Linked DNA regions of Capsicum annuum: region 1 is linked to region 2. The links are chromatin contacts, called in public Hi-C maps. All regions are on one chromosome and are shown on one strand. Each heading gives the region's core, a stretch centred on a gene start, on an enhancer-like site or on the middle of the called end of the contact. The rest is flanking DNA. Distances are from core to core; before and after follow the strand shown. Region 1 holds the start of LOC107870454 (pentatricopeptide repeat-containing protein At5g13770, chloroplastic). Region 2 overlaps LOC107870449 (ankyrin repeat domain-containing protein 54).

The links. Hi-C and Micro-C count contacts between places; a contact is called where the count stands out from the background.
Region 1: a Hi-C map of leaf shows a contact between it and region 2, with 1.8 times the contacts expected there. The contact joins the promoter of LOC107870454 here to the enhancer-like site in region 2. A contact is called at or near these places in 2 of 5 Hi-C or Micro-C datasets (leaf and placenta).

What each region holds. Positions count from the first base shown.
Region 1 is chr5:23,987,002-23,990,765 of UCD10Xv1.1, reverse strand. LOC107870454 (pentatricopeptide repeat-containing protein At5g13770, chloroplastic) reads left to right here and starts at 1,319. Exons shown (of 1, transcript XM_016716988.2): 1 at 1,319-3,716. The coding sequence starts at 1,435. The coding sequence ends at 3,339.
Region 2 is chr5:23,862,323-23,866,145 of UCD10Xv1.1, reverse strand. It overlaps LOC107870449 (ankyrin repeat domain-containing protein 54), which reads right to left. Exons shown (of 7, transcript XM_016716982.2): 4 at 2,222-2,286; 5 at 1,823-1,891; 6 at 1,707-1,756; 7 at 1,198-1,605. The coding sequence ends at 1,494. Among protein-coding and RNA genes, the nearest start is that of LOC107870449, 7.1 kb to the right of the region's middle. Within about 2 kb of position 1,490, at least 2 of the 5 cell types and tissues checked have an H3K27ac peak or open chromatin away from gene starts, as enhancers often do. A contact at or near this core is called in leaf, where this site is marked.

The DNA of each region.
Region 1 (3,764 bases), core at 70-2,569, 120 kb before region 2:
ACAAATAAAGCCCATGTAAGATTACGGCAAAGCTACCAGAAAATACAGAAGTTTTTAAAATTTAACAAAATACTTATGTAAGAATTGTTCTATATGTCATAAAAATTAAGAAATGTTACTCAGATTGTCAATTTGTTCTGTATCAAATCAACTTTTGTTTGGATTAATACCAATAGGAAACTAGTTGGATAATATGCCACTTTGAGTACAGGAGATCTCAGGAGATTAAACAAAACCAGGAACAAAAATTCCAACTAAAATAGATGTTTACTTATTTATCTGATAAGTTTTGAGTGACTTTGATCCTCCAATTCTCTAGTTACTGAAATATCACAACACTTTGTTTTACTGATTACATGATACAAGCTGAGCTATACACGTACAAAATAAAACAGAAAACATGAATGTGCAAATCATATACAAAATAAAACAGAAACATGAATGTGCAAATCATATGGTTTTATTCTGTACTTCTCTACAAGTCTACAAGATTACAGATATATGCTTTATAGCAGCACTATTCCTATCTCCACACACAAGAATGATTGGTAGTATTTTAGTCATACATGCTACTTTGGTCTGGATTTGTCAATAAGACCATAGTTGACGATTAGATTCTTACGAAATATACCTCGCTAGTCGCTACTATTAGAAATAGGTTAAATACACTACTCATTATATTTTAAGTCCAAATATACACATTATATACTTTGGGTCCAAATATAGTCCAAGGTTGAATCAGCATAAAAGTACAATGAGGATATATTTGGATCAAAAATATAAAGGAGGGCTATATTTGGTCCCAAAGTATATTGGGATGGTATATTGGATTGAAAGTATAACACATTTAAACTATGTCTAATAGGATAAGAGTATCTTTGAACCTAAAGTATTACGAAAAGGATATATTTGGATTGAAAATATAACAAGGGGTATATTTAAATTATTTGTCTATTTCTAATAATACAAGGGTATATTTGACCCTTCTTCCTATATATATATTTTTTAATGTTATGTTATATTACCCTCCTTCTATTTGAATTTATTTGTCTGATATTGATTTGATAATGTCTATTAATTTTGTAGTTTTAAACAGATGAGTTGAAAAATTGAAATTGATGAGTTGCCAAAAATTTATTATAACTTTAATTTGACCACTTTGAGTAAGTTCAACTTTTTGCTGCTTGATTCTCAATTTTTCTCAGACAAAAAACATATGTGGCTGAAATCTACATTGATAAGTCTAAAGTTAAGAACCACACACGCGTCAAAGGATAAGTGGTCAATACAAGACACATGCATGGCAAAATCTTGAACTGATAATGTTTTTACATTTTCCTAACCTACGTACATACATAACAATAATGCAAAAAAATACACAAAAATCTCAAATTCATCTCTTCTTTCAGTTTCCATTTTTCTTTGTTCATCAATATGGCTTTTACCACTTCTTCAGATTGGTCATTTCCTCCATGTATTAACTGTAAAAACAGAATCTTGAAACCAAAAATTTGCTTTTCTTGTAAAACTTTACCTTTTCTTTCAAACATTTTCTTGAATTCAACAAGTACTCTAGTAGTTGCAAAATCCTCTAGTTGTTCTTCTCCTGTCTTAGAAGAAAAAAAAAGACCAAAAACACCCTCAAACAATCCCCAAGTTATAGAATTGGACTTGGAACAAATTCAAGATTTTAGTAGTAGTAGTACAACAACTACAACAAATGGTACTACTACTACTACTACTACTACTTGTTTGTCTGATTCAAAGGATTTGAATGGTGTAATATGCAGTTTACTTAAAGATCCTCAAACTCAAGTACTTGGATATGATTACTATGAGAAAGCAAAGGTTAATAAAGACTTTAGACTTGAGAAACCAACACTAAAGCTTCTTATCAGGTATTTAGTGAATTCAAACAAATGGGGTGCAATTTTTTCATTGTCAAAAGATTTGAGAAATTTGAAAGTGTTACCTGATAGCTCTACATGTTATAGATTGATTAGTAGTTGTATGAAAGCAAGAAAATTCAAGATTGTAAATAGTTTTCTTGAATTGTTTATAGTAGTTGATAAAGAAATATCTGTTTTGGCTTTTGATTGTGCTATGAAAGGGTATAATAAGTTGCATATGTATAGTAGCACTGTTGTGTTGTATGAGAGAATGAGATCTGCAGGACTTGTATTAGACCCCGGTTGTTATTATAGTATCATGGAAGCACATATGAAATTGGGGCATTGTGACAAAGTTGTGGCGATTTTCGAAGAATTTGAGAGCAAGAGAGTAGAGTCAACACCTCATTATGCTCAGATATACAAGAATCTTTGTGAGTCGTTAGGGAAATCCGGCCGTGCTTTTGAGGCTTTGGAGTATTTCAGAGACATGACCAAGAAGGGAATTCAAGAAGATCATTCATTTTATTCTATACTTATCTGTGGATTCGCGAGCATTCGAGAAGTGAACATGGCTGAGGAGCTAGTAGAAGAAGCTGAAGGCAAGAGAATGCTGAGGGATCCAGCTTTGTTCTTGAAACTGGTGTTGATGTACATTGAAGAGGGATGTATGGAAAAGACTCTTGATGTTGTTGCAACGATGACTCGGGTGAAAATCCGAGTGTCTGACTGCATATTTTGTGCAATTGTGAATGGATTCTCTAAAAAAAGAGGTCTAAGGTCTGCTGTTAAAGTGTATGAAGACCTTACTTCACAAGGCTGTGAACCAGGTCAAGTAGCATATGCCTCAGTATTAAACTTGTATTGTAGGCTGGGATTGTATTCTAATGCAGAAACAATATTTTCTGAAATGGAGCAAAAGGGGTTTGACAAATGTGTGGTTGCTTACTCTAGCATGATTGCAATGTATGGCAAAACAGGAAGGCCAAAAGATGCAATGAAACTTGTAGCGAAAATGAAAGAAAGAGGTTGTCAACCAAATGTTTGGGTGTACAATGCTCTCTTGGACATTCATGGAAAAGTTCTAAACTTAAGACAAGTGGAGAAAATATGGAAGGAAATGAAGAGAAGGAAGATATTTCCAGACAGAGTAAGTTACACAAGTATTATTACTGCATATAGCAGGGCAAGGGAGTTTGACAAGTGCTTGATATATTATCAAGAATTTAAACTTAACGGTGGAAGACTCGATAGGGCAATGGCTGGGATTATGGTTGGTGTTTTCTCAAAGATGAATAGAGTTGATGATTTGATTAGTCTTTTGCAGAATATGAAGAAAGAAGGGACTAAGTTAGATGGGAGACTTCAAAGGTCAGCTTTTAATTCACTGAGGGATGCTGGGCTGCAAATTCAAGCAAAATGGCTGCAAGAAAGCTTTGGTGCAACATGAGTCCTTTTACACTTTGTCAATACCAATTGTAGGCCTATCTTGAAACAGCCTCTCTACCTTTGAGGTAGGGGGTCGGCGTACACTCTACCCTCCCCATGCCCCACTTTGTGCGATTATACTTGATATGTTGTTGTTGTTGTAGATACCAATTGCATGGCTGGTATATTAAAGTGATTGACAATGGAAGAACATCTCAAGTTTTGGAAAATATATACCATTGTCATCGACCATGTATAGATGCGGGGAGGTGGGGAGATGGGGGATGCAAAAATCTTAATTTATAGAAATCCTTATGTAATTTCTTGATATATAAAGTAATTTTAAACAAGAATTCTGTAAATCCTGCATCCATATACAGGTTACAGATTTTGGTTCCATATTTTGTTTCCAAAATGGTTTGTTGACAAAGTCATAGTTCCTATTTT
Region 2 (3,823 bases), core at 241-2,740:
CTAACAGAAAGTGGTAACCTCAAACTCTATTCTGAACCTAATATTACTACTTGTTATATATGTCATGTAACATATATATGTATGTGAAATGTCATTAATGAGAGATAATAGTTAGTAGTCAAATTGAATTTGGACACCAAGAGTTACTTATTCAATTTGGATTTGAAGACCAAAGTTATTTGTGCAATTTGATAACAACCTTAGGGAGTAAGTTTGTTGGTTTATAAATAGCCACCCCTTTTACATTTTTATAGGAATATCAAAGTAGTAAAACAAAAGTACGATTAAATTTTTTTGGGTTCTTGATTTTTGGTTTTCTAAATTCTAAATCAAACCAAAATAAGAATATGAGTACATTCAAGTTATTCAGTCCCTTATGATTGTTTTACAGAGGGGCTAAACTGATCTGGATGTTTTCTCACAACACAAACTCGAAAAGAAAGTAAAACGATTATTCTTCCCATATCATCATATTATATACTTTGTTAACTCTTTTACTCCAACACCAAAAAAACAATTAATTTGGTACTGAATTAAAACAATTAATTTTGTCCCGAATTTATGTAGTGAACTCTGCAATCCCTCTAAAATCACTAGTATTGTCGTGTATTATATTTCAATAAGTTGTCCAAATGATACATACATAACCTAATGAGTGAAAGCAAATTGCAGAACTTTGAGAGTATACTAGTATTGTTCAGGTACATAGCTGAGAAGGTCAACAGCGTTTTATGAATGCGAGAATAGAAAAACTGAATCCATCGAGTTTAAATTATGAATCCGTGTCTCTAAAGGTTGGTTAGATGTTTCCAGATGTGTCTTTAAACAACTATAAGTCGTGTTGAATTTTGTTGGTCTCCCAAGTAATGTTTTCTTTTAAATATGAATAATGTTAGTATTAGTTATGCTAAGATCCTTATATATTGTTTGGTTTAGCGTATTACAAATAACATGCACTGCATAACCTTTTAAAAAATTATTTGTCTACAAAAATTCTCTCCACAAACATAGTGGAAATTGTGTGGAAAAGGTTTTAAAGGTCAATTGAGTCTTAACTATGCTAATGCATATTAATACTCAATGCTAATGCGCGCCTTTTTTTTTCCAAATGCACTCTACAAACAACCCCTTAAGATAATACAGAAGCATTGTTTGATCAAAACGAAACTGGAAAAGTTTAAATTGCTGAGACATGAATTAGGAACAAATTGTGCAAGAGCTCATAATCAAATAATAGTTGCTTTGCCAAGGATCCACCTTTTAAGTTACAAAACTAATGAAAGAAAATCTGTCCATATTGGAGTACGCATCATTAGCCATTGTCAACTCAGTCACCAAACTGATATCAGATAACATTGAAGTTCAAATTTTTAATAATACTTGTAAGAGGCTATTTTAAGTTACTAGGAAACATCGAACATAGTAACCACCAGTAAGACTTTTGCGTCCTCGCATGAAAAATGCACAAGATGGTGCCATAAAATTTGACTTTCTTACGATACCGTTGTGCCAGCGAGTTCAAGTCGTGCTACTGCCTCGTTGATAGCATCGATGATGTTCATTTTACCCCTAGTCACAACCTCGTCGATTGGAGTCCTCTCATGGCTAAAACGACAGAAAAACAAAATTCAGGGAAGAGAAGAATCACAAGCAGAAGCAGCAAAAACATACTTGATCTGCAAATCTGTAAAGTTAAAATACAGCACCTATTCAAGGCTGAGACATTGGCACCAGCAAGGATTAAGCTCTTCACTACCTGACAAGCCGTCATATCAGTTACAGGATGCTAGGGACTTGAATCCAAGATTAAAGCCAAATTTACCTCAATATGTCCGTTTAGGCAAGCCCAATGAAGAGGTGTATTTTTCTCCACATTGGAAGCATTTACATCCTGTTACCAAGAATTAGATAAATCACGTTTCATCACTCAATGTGTATCTAATCATATCAAAGAATAAGAGAAGTTAAAGATCCACCGCAAAGAGAATAAATTTTGATAGTCAGATAGGCCCCCGATGTCCGATTAAAAGTTTACAAAAAAAAAACTTTTGCCCAATAATCAGAAATGCACTCGTATGTACAACACAGTTTTCTTCAGCGAAAAGGATACTGAGGATTAGTCGTTAAATAGGCTGTTAGATCATATCAACAAGACTGTAAACCAGCAGGCAGTAAATATGTCAGATATCTATAATGCAAATAAGTGGGGCAGTTGACTCACCGCTCCATTACGAATAAGATATTCTACGATGCTACGATGCCCATTTGCTGAAGCCATATGAAGTGCTGCAAAAATTAAATAGCCAAAGCAAGAAGTTAGTTCAGAATGCCATATTAGGAGCCTTTCTTTTTTATAAGGACTGCATATCATGTTGGAAATCTATTAGTTGGCAGAACATATAATAAAAAACTTAAGGACTTCAAGGTTCAGCAGATACTCAACTGACCACAAAAAATTCTTCATATTAGTAATCAAATATTTCTGGTTACATATGTAGTTCAAGAATTATTACCTCAGGTATGGTAGATATTAATTCAACTATACCAAAATCCAAGATGTGGCCCACGGGTTATTGAAGTGGATGAAAACTAAGGATAACCACAAATATAAAAAATGTAAAGTGATTTCTTCTCATCTGCCTAAACTTTCGTAGGCAGAATTACCCGTACCTGCGCTGGTGGGAGGTAGAAGGTACCCAATGGAATAACCGACCCATGCACAAGCTTTGCTTGGATACCACTGTTACTCGAAATTAATACAACTCAACTCAACCAAGGTAGCAGCTACCGAGCTTATGACAGTTGGTTTGCCTGTATCAGACTTGCCATCCAAATGAATAGACACCCAAAAGGGCGGGGTCTCAAAATTCAAATATTTGAAAGATGGGGTCAGAATTTGTTAAACCAGCTGGTCATTGATTTTTTGGCTTACGACGATCAAGAAAACTTGATGTCATAAGTAGGAACTCCAGCTGCTGCACTATTGTGACTATGTTGTCATTATTGCCAAGGGAAAAGGGCTATCTTTATGGAGAAGTCACAACTTTGAGAAAAAAACAACATAATGGAAAATTGTCCACCTATTCGTGAAATTATTGGAAGTTTGTGTGGATTTTGCCTTTAGGCTTCTGAAATTCACATTTTATATACATGCAACAACAACAACAACAACAAACCCAGCATATTCCCACTTAGCGGGGTCTGGGGGTAGAATGTACGCAGTCCATACCACTACCTCCGAAGAAGTAGAGAGGTTGTTTCCGATAGATCCCCAGCTCAAGACAAAGGACCATAGTCAAACGTCGCATTTTATATACATGCAATTTAAGATTTATTTTTTTTTGGAAAATAGTAACTTCATGCAATTTAAGAATTATATAACACTATTTTCCTAAATATTTTACTTTAGAAATAAGTTAATCCCCCCCCCCCCCCCCCCCCCCCCAAACAAAACCCTATAGTTATCAAGCATTCCCTTCTCATTGCACTGATGAAGCCAATGTTAGGGCTCTCTTTTAACAGGTTGGGCAGGCGGTTCCGTGGGCCGACCCAGACCTTTTGCCCTGTATATTAGTAGTACAAGAGTAGAAGAACCATGTGGGATAATATTTACACTTGCAACGCTTGAATGTACTTGTTTGGCTTTGCAGAGGAGGAAGATAGAAGTACAAGTCGTACTACAAATTCATTGCAAGTGAATTGGTTTAGTTATCAAGCATTTCCTGATCATTGCATTAATAAAGCCAATGTAAAAGGTGGGCTTTGGTATAGTGGTCAGAACGTAGCACGTGATGTGTTAGTTAGGCACGTCACGGGTCTGAAC